3 separate regions of the Zea mays genome follow, and regions 1 and 3 are each linked to region 2. A link is a contact called in public Hi-C data. All regions are on one chromosome and are shown on one strand. Each heading gives the region's core, a stretch centred on a gene start, on an enhancer-like site or on the middle of the called end of the contact. The rest is flanking DNA. Distances are from core to core; before and after follow the strand shown. Region 1 holds the start of LOC100216973 (DUF868 family protein). Region 2 holds the start of LOC100284622. Region 3 holds the start of LOC103653477 (transcription factor JUNGBRUNNEN 1).

Region 1 (3,291 bases), core at 292-2,791, 620 kb after region 2:
CTAGATTGTAGGCAAATAGATTTGGTGTTGGGTTCATTTCAGTAATTAATGCTAATCCAGGGAAGAAAATTGTTCTAGTAATGAAAAAAAATCACACTAATCGCTCGTTCCACTTAGCAATGGCACTACTGTAATTCAAGCTCAATTCAATCTCTCCAGGCTTTAACTGCACAAGAACACTGCAAACTACAACAGTCCAGAGAAAATTTACCATCACCGCTAGTTGATCAGAACTATGCTGCCGCCGTCGTCGCCGGTGTTAGCTCTTCCAGGCGTAGATCAGCAGCGAGAAGCCGTCGCCGCGCTGCATCTCGACCTCCTCGGGGCTGGCCCAGTCCATCACCGTGGAGCCACTGGCCCACGACGCCGTGGAGGATGCCACGGACGCCGACGACGACGAGCTCTCCTTGGCCAGCCTCCGCCCCCTGCCCTTCCTCCTCTCACCGTTGCTGCCCGTCTCGCTCCAGTCCCGTTGCCCCCACCGCGCGAGGTAGCCTCCCCAAACGCCCGTGTTCCTCCTTGCGTCCTTGCTGGGGGAGGGATTCTTCCCCAAATCCGCCTCGCTCTCCTCGCCGCCGCTGGCGAGTTCGAACCGGAAAACGAACACCGCGTGGGCGTGCGTCGAGGCCTCCGTGGGGGGCGGCTCGCGTGGGGGGAAGAGCCAGTTGTGGAGATCCCAAGAGACCTGGACGCCGTCGCCGCCCCCGAGGTCGACCCGCTCGCTGCCGCGGAACTTCCAGCGCAGGCGCCGGACGTGCAGCACTCGCTCGCCGTCGACAGAGACCGACATGCCGACATCAGCCCGGTCCTTCTCCTTCCCCTTGCCGGCGGTGGCCTTGTCCCTGCCACGGCCGCGAGCCACGAGATCCACGGAGATCTCCCGCTCCTTGCCCTGGACGTTCACCCAGGTGGTGTGGCTGCGGCCTCGGCCGGCGCCCGCGTCGCGTAGCGAGACGTGCTCCCGCCGGGAGAGGAGGACCGGACGCGGGCCTGATGGGCGCCGGGCCCGGGTCCTCCGGTAGGCCAAATCGGTCAGGTCCCCGGCCGCGAGGACCATCTCGCCGCAGACGACGACGGCGACGAAGAAGCCCGATGAGGGCTCGGGGGACCCGGAGACCGGGAAGCGCGCGCGAGAGAGATCCCACGCCAGGTCGACGAGGCGGTCGCCAGCGCGGAACCGTCTGGACCCGCGGCGGCGCCAGAATAGCCATGGGCTGACGCGGAAGGCGAGAATCTCTTCGTCCGCGTCATCGTCGAGGTAGCCCGCTCCGGACGCCGAGGAGGAGGAGCCGGGCGGGGGCGTGGCCGACAGGCGGAGCACGGCGCGGAGGGAGAGGCCGAGCGAGGTCCGGGACCAGGAGAGCGCGACCAAGCCGAGGTGGGTCTCGTAGATGGAGGTCGCCAGGCTGGGCCCCGCCGCGCCCGCGCCCGCGCCCGAGGACGGCGCCGCGGCGCAGCGGAAGCAGGCGGCGATCCGGCTGGGCATCGGTAGCGCGAGACGCCACTGCGAGACGCCACTGCGTCTACGCTAGTCGATTGGAATGCGTGCGCGCTGTGGCGCAGACTTGCAGTGCGAATCCAAGGCGTCAAGGGGTTGCTGGCTTGCTGCGTTCCGCAAGTGGTGCGGCTGGGTTTGCTGGCTTGCCGCGGGACGGTTCGCCTCGGCAAACATATGAGGTGCGTCGCCAATTTTGTCTGATTTCAGTCGGAATTGAGGAAAAAGACATGGAACGAATGATGGAAATTCACGTTTCAAATTAAGCAGTTAGGACATACTAGAAAGCATGGCGCGCCGTTGGCGCTCGCTCTAAGAGACCGTGCGCTAGTTATGGGCTTGTGTCTCAGTATTTTTATCTTAGCCTTTTGGCTTAATTAAATTGTAACGTTTGTTCTTACATGTCATTGTAATGCACATACATTGTACTAGTGTACTCCTATAATCCTCATGTATCGTTGCAGTGCTTAGGCACTACTATAATCCCTCCGTCCCTGTCTGAAATACAGAAGGTATTACAGAAATGCGAAAATAGAAACAAACATGCCAATACGTTGCCTAAACAGGCAAGCGCCAGACTCTTTCGGGCCTGAGCCAATATCTAGTCTATCGGATGAAGACCGAATCTTTGTCCACGATCCAAAACCGAAAACAGAGGTGGGTAGGGTTCTAGCCGCCGGCGAATGCCACAATTGCTATGAAATTTAAACGTCAAAGCATTCTTGGCGTTGATATTGATTCAGGTTTTTAATCCAATCTCCCCTAATAAACTCATTTTGTGGTTGATTCTCTATGTGGTTGAATATTTCTTGAATCGAATTCATTTTATCTTTCCTTGTTAGTTTTAATTGAGACTGCTAAGTGGAATCTGCGAAGGATAATTAATGCAGCAGGATAAGGTGGGTAAAAAAAATATTAAAGCTCAGGAATCATCAAAAATATCCTTCTCAGGAGTTGTTCGCTAGTTATGGGTCAGAGCCAGTTAATTTTTTTATGTATGCATTATATCGTTAGTGGATTGGATAAGGTTTAGGTTTGCAGATCGACCAAGTGGATGGTAGTTCGTGATGCAAAAGCAAATAATGATTGACGAATGCTAATTTTCCAATTATTAATTTTCTCATGTTTTTTTTTGTGAAAAACTTGAAATAATGTGTAGCTAAGCAGAAGCTTTTATCAATTCCTATATACCACCTTTTGGCTTGAGAACTAATAAAAAGAAAGGATACAAGCAACATGAACATATATAATACATGTCTTTGTGGAGCACCCGTTATGGTAGTATGGCAGCTGCCATACCTCAATTTTTATATCTAACTATGAGTACTAAAGCATACATGGAGTAGTGGTTGTGCTTTGGTCGATATTTGATCCCTTTCCAAAAGTTGTACTGTAATAGCAGTAATTTTGCATGAGTATGTGTAGAACTTGAACCCTCCTCCGCTTCTGAAAGAGCTGCGCTATATAAGTTATTTCAAAATGATAAATAATTATAATGACAAAAAAGCTTCAAGTTTTTTTGTATGATAATATCCTCTGTCACGGTATAAAGCTTAAACTTTTGTGGATTGTTCCATCCAAAAAAGAAATAATTATAAAAAGGCAAGCTATGTTGTGAACCCTCCTCCCCTTCTAAAAGAGCTGCGTCAACTTGGGATTCTTCGACACTATATAAGCTATCAAAATTGATAAATAATTGTAATGACAAAAAGATTCAAATTTTTTTGTATGATAATATCCTATGTCACTGTATAAAGCTTAAACTTTCGCGGATTGTTCCATCCAAAAAAGAAATA
Region 2 (3,449 bases), core at 922-3,421:
AGGGCCTGCCCTTTTATAGCTAAAGGGTAGGACCTTATAGAGGTGACCTTTTCTCTACTAGTAAGGGAGTGATCTGTTGCCCATGTTGACATAATGCTGCTGATATGGTTCGTAGGGTCGTGTGTAGCCGTACTCCCGGTATAGCATACTGTCTCGCTCGTTCGTCACACGGGTCCTTGTAGCGAGTCCACCGCTGATATCTTCGTAGTAGTGTGCTATGGGTCCCGCGGGTCAGTCCCACGACGTGGTTGTGCATAGCGTGGCTCACCTGTCGTCACGAGCCCGCATCACTTGTCGTCGTGCGTAGGCATACACCCAGTATGGTGTACCTGTCGCGTCCTTTCCAATATACGGTCCACTGTAGAAACTCTGGTGCTAAGGTCTCTACATGTCCGGGGTTGACTGGCCCCTTAAGGCAATAGGGATACATTCCGGATCATACGCGGGGGTGTACAATCGTGTCGATAGCGACCCCCCGGCATGCTTTCGGTGTGCCAACATATGTCCGGATGTGGCCTGGGGGCGACACGTCTTGTCCTTGCTAATGCGGGTCGACATTACTTGAATGGGACCTCCACCTCGCCGAGTTGCTCGATGGAGACGTAGGGAGTGTTTGGTTGAATATACAAGGAGGGATGGAAGGAGGTGGTCACAGTTTCTATAGTGTTTGGATGAGAGTCACGTGTGGGCGAGGTAAACACCGGAGTAATTTTTGGTGGTAGCATGATCTCAAAAAATCGAGTGGACGGTGTCGGCCCGCCTCATCTTACTTTGACCTCAAACTAAATACATCACTAGTCAGTCGCTCCGCCTCACAAGGTTGCTCAGTAGAGATCTAGTCGGACACTCCGCCTCGCAGAGTTGCTCGGCGAGTATCTAGTCGGTATTCGTACCGTTTCTAAAAAGGTCATGGGCCTATTTCGGGTATCAGCACCCGACAGATACGATCCGCTAGAGCACCTTTGGTTTACCAGGGAAAACGAGAAGCGAATCAGGCTATAAATGAGGTGTTTGGTTTGATGAATCACTCTATCCAAAATGAAGTGGTGCATCATAGGTCCATTCCTCAAATTTGGTGGGATGACTCCATTCTACATATTAGTACTAAACAACTAACTATGAGGAATGAGGTGGTGATGGATTAACTCACTCTATTCCACAAACCAAACAAAAAAGTGAGGAGTGAAAAAATGATGGACTATATCATTTCTCAAACCAAACACTCCAAGTTTGTCGAGTGGTCTGGACTCTGGTGGATTGGCCGGAGTGATCGGACGCTTCATCTACCGAACTAGTACGAAATTTTGGGTGCAACTGTCGGGCTGGTGCCCGTGGCTTTTGGCACGTACACTACACGTCTTCACCCGCTGGATAGTGTGAAATGTGATCCGCCAGGGTTGACTGACAGACAGACATGTCGGACAATTGTTTTTTTAAACAATGTCGGACAACTGTTGGAGGCAGCCGCGGTCATGGAACAGAATGCCACCGGTTTTTGTCCTACGGCTGGCCCTGTCATCCTGATCTTGTGTGTTTGATCTTGTTGTGTCCTTGCCTGCCAAATTGCTGTGCTAAACCTGCGGCAGAGACAACCAGTGTGCCGCCCCTGGCCCTGGCTATGCGGATTCTTGGGAGCCACGGTATTTGCACGATTCCCTCTGCCCTCTTTGCATACCAAAAAATCTAGTACTCCAGTAGTAGTACATTGTGTGTCCTGCACTTGACCAATCTCGCTGCAGCACTTTTAACGTGTACTACTACTGATTAACTTTTGATGAGCGTTACAACAACCATGGCACAACCTGGTTTGCGCACACTACTACCATGGCCCCTCTCGCCCCCAGTCCATACCAACCAGCCCAATCCAATTCGGCCTGCAATGGTGGTGACACACAGGGGATAGGAGACCAAGACGATTTGCCTTCTGGCCCAACAGCCCAAAAGTTCACGGCCCGTTAGTTCAACGGTCTCCCTCGCAACAAATCTACACCGCACATCCTGCATCCTACGGCGCAGCCTCACATTCGTGACGCGTTGGGGACACGCGGCATCTCCCCGTTCGCTAGCTACACGTGGAGGTGGAGCCAGGGACCCGGGCCCTCTCCAACTCCAAGTCTTGCGCGGAAGCAACGGCCTGTCATGTACCTCGCCCGAAATCGCCGAGAGCCTCCCCTCAGTTTACGCCGCACGAACCGACGCACTAGACCGACCCGCGAATCCCCCGCGCGCGCGCCGTGCGGTCACCGTCCGAGGCCACGGCACCGCCGGCCCCCGCCCCCGCCCCGGCCGCCAAGAGCAAAGGCAAGGCCGACGCTTCCTCCTCGTCGTCCTCCTCCTCCACTCCACCGAGGTCGCGCCGCGCGCTTGCCGTCGTGATGGCCGCGTCGCTGCTCGTGCTCGCCGTGGCGTTCTTGGTTGGCTCTGGCTCCGGGGGGATCGATGGGGGCGCAGCGGCTCCCGTCGAGGTGGAGGGCACCGAGGTGCGCATCTGGACCAGGACCTTAAGATCTACGGTGGAGGGTTATGGGTTTGGGTGCGATTCTGATCTAGATCTGCTTGCAGGTGGCCTACGGTAGTGTGATCAAGCTGATGCACGAGAAGACGAAGCACCGTCTGCACTCGCACGATGTGCCCTACGGCTCAGGCAGCGGTCAGCAGTCTGTCACCGGGTTTCCTGAAGGCGATGACTCAAATAGCTACTGGGTGCGTGTCCTTCTCATGATCTGACCCTTACCGGTTCATAAAATAAATGTGTCCTGTTTACTCGTTATTATTTTAGAGTTCAGATGGTAGCATTGAATTGAGTTTAGTGTTCAGTGCATTCTTGTTCAGAACGCAGTACTTTGATCAGTTTGTTTGAATTTAGCGTGCAAACATTGCTATTGTTTGTCAAGAGAGAGCTAATATATATTGGGATGAGCAAGAACATAGGATTTCTCTGAAAAATATGTAATGGCAGGTCAGCAGTACTGGTAGTTCTTTGATGAAACAAGTAAACATGCGCAGAAAAAAGTTCTTATTGCGAATAAGACAACAACAACAACAAAGCCTTTTAGTCCCAAGCAACTTGGGTCTTATTGCGAATCTGATTTTTTTTAAATTTTCTGATTCGCTACAGCAGTGATAGTTTGGTCCATATATAATTTTCAATTCAAATAGCCAGCTAACCAATGAGCCGGCGTTCAATGTTTCTTAAGATCTAGGTCTGATTGAATGCAGATCATAAGGCCCACTCCAGATTCATCGTCTAAGCAAGGTGATGCCATCGAAACTGGTGGCATCATCAGGTTGCAACACATGAGGACACGGAGGTGGTTGCACAGTCACCTGCACGCTTCACCGTTGTCTGGTAACCTTGAGGTTAGTTTGATATCAATCTCCCATGTTGTAACATCAATTAACAATTAAAATCCTGTATATTATTTGAACAATTGAAGTTAGATTGTAAG
Region 3 (3,395 bases), core at 548-3,047, 780 kb before region 2:
TCTTATTCACGATATTCAGTAGTCTATAGTACAGCATATAGATATCTATTTAGACGTGTCGTACCGTATCAGCCTAAAAACCGCTCGACCGGCATGATGAGGACATGCCAAGGTCCAATACGGTTCGGATGTCGTGTCATATGGGGCCGCCCGTGGGCTCCTTTGCTCGGCCTGGCCCAGCATGACTACCGCTGCTGGACCAGATTGGGCCACATTGTTCACTGATGGGTCGCGCCTGCTCCACGGGCCGGTTTCTTGGCCCAAGCACGGCCATCTGAATTTCGTGCCGAGGCCAACCTATTTGGACAAGTATTGTATGACATGTGTTTCACATTTAACATAATTGGTTGGGTTGTCGAGTATGGCTTGAGTCTTGTGAGCATGACTCGCTGGAAACGGAACTATCATGGGTATCTGCAGGCTTGGCGTTGTATGCGCAGGGAAGCAAACATGAGCTATCCCTTGGTCAATGCACCTAGAGAGTATGGATGGATGTGTGCAGCCAACCAAATCACACTGAAACGATTATGTCTGCACACCAAGATAGACAACACAAATGCAAGAAAAAAATCGTAAGCGTTTCTGTACTACTGTCTCTGCAGTTTTTAGAAGCAAAAAATGCGCACCGGATAAAGTTCCAAAGACAGCCGGTGTTTACATTATTACGTGTGAACTACAGGATCAGGATCGGCTCACCGGCCCTATTCAGCATAGCTATCCAGTTCACCGTGCTAGCATGCTCAAAAATCCTGCACGCCCCCATATAGTATTTTTTTTAAAAAAAAATGGAGCCTTGTGGACTATGGAATGAGCACAGCCATGTGGAAGGAAGGAGGACCAGCCAGAGCCAGCATGCGGGGGTTAAGGTTAAGCAAGCTGACTGTTGACAGGCAAACTGGACCAGATTTCCACCGTGGCAACTCACCTTTCAATAAATTTTAGTGTAGCAAACTGTGCTTATCAGAATAAGAAGCTTCTCTCCCTTCCAACACTTCGCAGTGGCACGCACGGTAGCTAGTCAATAAACATATGGATAAAGTTACGCTGCTGGTCACAGGCCGTCACTGTCTGTATGTAACAGAAAATAGTTTCTGAAGAGAAACCAAGCAGTAGTATGATTGTATGAATCTCTCTCTCACACACACACACACTCAAATTATTTTGGAATCCCAAAGTACAAACTGACAAAAAGTAGGAATATATCTTGAAGGGGGTTTTTAGATCCAGATACTGGAGGAACGTATCTTGAAGTTCATGCAGCAGATAAAAGTAAAACTACTAGTTGAGAAGAGTCCCATACCCCCGTTGAAAATTTGAATCCGAAAAAATGAACTTGGGTGTGTATTTATCAGTCGTTCTGTTTGCCTGGGGAGGCTCAAGCTGGTAAACGAAGCACTGTTGCTTATTAGTTTAAGGATTGTTTTGACTGCCGTATTACGTACTCGGGTATTCTAAAGTGTGAACCGAAAGGGACGGAGACAGTGTAATTCCTCCTAGATTGTCCTTATTGAGTCGCTAATCCGCCATTAAAATATGCGATGACAGCTTTCAAATAGAGAAGGAAGTAGATACGGCTATTAAAATCTTCAGAGTGGTGGGCCTCATCCAGTCATTCCAACACTTCATATATATACACATGGTGTGTAATAGATTTCCAAGCGCAATAGTATACAGCTCTCGGCTGTTGTCTTCACCTCGGCAGCTTCATCCCCGAAACCCATTCACAAGATACATACTACACAAGTAGGCTTTGTAGGTTTGTAGGCAGCAGCAGGGCGCCTCCAAGCTTCGTCACTCTAGTAGTCTGTGTAAGACATGGAGGGGGAGAGGAATGACATCAACGTGCAGAGGTCAGACGAGATCCTCATGCCGGGTTTCCGGTTCCATCCCACCGACGAAGAGCTGGTGAGTTTCTACCTCAGGAGGAAGATCCAGCAGAAGCCTATCTCCATCGAGCTTATCAGGCAGCTGGACATCTACAAGTATGACCCATGGGATCTCCCAAGTAAGAAGACACCACTTTCTTCAGAACTTGACCTTTCTGTGGATGCATGTCTTGGAGTTCTATCATGTCTTGGAGTTCTATCATTCTATGAGCTTATCAGGCAGCGGTGAATGATGTTGCATCTTCTGCGTTTCTGACGTCTCAACTGTTCCTGTCCATCGACAGAGCTTGCGAGCACCGGTGAGAAAGAGTGGTACTTCTACTGCCCAAGGGATCGGAAGTACCGCAACAGCGTGAGGCCGAACCGAGTCACAGCGGCCGGGTTCTGGAAGGCCACAGGGACGGACAGGCCAATCTACTCGTCCGAGGGCACCAAGTGCGTGGGCCTCAAGAAGTCCCTCGTGTTCTACAGAGGGAGAGCGGCGAGAGGGATGAAAACTGACTGGATGATGCACGAGTTCAGGCTCCCCTCGCTCACCGACCCCAAGCGTCCGGTCGACAAGACCATTCCACTCAACGTAAGTACTGCCGATTCATCCAAATGCTGTTTTGGCGAGTTCTGAATGAATAATGAAGTAATTTTCTGTGCCACGAACAGGACTCCTGGACTATCTGTAGGATCTTCAAGAAGACCAGTTCCATGGCGCAGCGAGCGCTGTCGCATACCTGGGGGCCTCCACTGCCTGGTGCAACAGCAGAGGCAGACATGTTCGCCGCGCTGCAGTCAGTGCAGGCTTCAGAGTTAGCTCTCGAGAGATCGCTGTCACTGCAAGCAGCGCCGCCTGCACCCGCCGCAGGCCAGTTCACGAGCACGCATGGCCTGCATAGTCAGCACCACCACCAGCAGCAGAAGGGTGTCAACAACCCATCTCTGGACGGCGCCTCTTGCAGGCTCATCAACTTCACCAGCAGCCCCTCCGAGGAGCCCGAGAATTTCCCAATCACCTTCCCTTTCGAAGTGCAGGCACCGCACAGGGCTGCAGCGCCAGTCTTCTTCGGCGCGCACCCTGACAATCGCCTCGGTGGATTCGTGGTCGATTCTTCTGCCGACGTCAGTGGCTGCATCGGCGGCAGGAGCCAGGACTCGTCCACCGGGAAGCCTAGCAGTGGCTTCAGCGCCAACAGCAGCGACTGGGAAACTGCGGGGAGGATCAACTTCCCTTTTGATCTGGGTGCGGATTCTTCGGAGGAGTGGAGATGCAGCATACCCTGGGAGTCCTTCCTCAGCCCAGCTGCTGTCCAGGCTGAGCTGCCACGCTAGGGCTGCGGACTGCGGCTGTTAGCAGTTGCATTGTGCACTACGTACTATCTCATAGGTCACGTTACATGTACAGTCTATAGCTGGTGTGAGTGTGAGCTTCCTTCATCTGTTAGCATTCCTGTTAGCTGCCGAGACATGTTTTTGTTCAGTTTTGGTTAGGAGTGCCGTGTACATACCGTGAGGGTTTAG

What was found. A called contact is a pair of places that touch in the nucleus more often than the background predicts.
Region 1: a contact with region 2 is called in a Hi-C map of ear, with 4 times the contacts expected there. The contact joins the promoter of LOC100216973 here to the promoter of LOC100284622 in region 2. A contact is called at or near these places in 4 of 25 Hi-C or Micro-C datasets (ear, endosperm, leaf mesophyll and 1 more).
Region 3: a Hi-C map of ear shows a contact between it and region 2, with 2.3 times the contacts expected there. The contact joins the promoter of LOC103653477 here to the promoter of LOC100284622 in region 2. A contact is called at or near these places in 2 of 25 Hi-C or Micro-C datasets (ear and endosperm).

The regions. Positions count from the first base shown.
Region 1 is chr4:88,171,970-88,175,260 of Zm-B73-REFERENCE-NAM-5.0, forward strand. It overlaps LOC100216973 (DUF868 family protein), which reads right to left and starts at 1,542. Exons shown (of 2, transcript NM_001143353.1): 1 at 212-1,542. The coding sequence starts at 1,486. The coding sequence ends at 260.
Region 2 is chr4:87,555,454-87,558,902 of Zm-B73-REFERENCE-NAM-5.0, forward strand. LOC100284622 reads left to right here and starts at 2,172. Exons shown (of 6, transcript NM_001157517.1): 1 at 2,172-2,480; 2 at 2,563-2,703; 3 at 3,220-3,360. The coding sequence starts at 2,376.
Region 3 is chr4:86,779,093-86,782,487 of Zm-B73-REFERENCE-NAM-5.0, forward strand. It overlaps LOC103653477 (transcription factor JUNGBRUNNEN 1), which reads left to right and starts at 1,798. Exons shown (of 3, transcript XM_008680371.3): 1 at 1,798-2,005; 2 at 2,171-2,463; 3 at 2,544-3,383. The coding sequence starts at 1,816. The coding sequence ends at 3,206.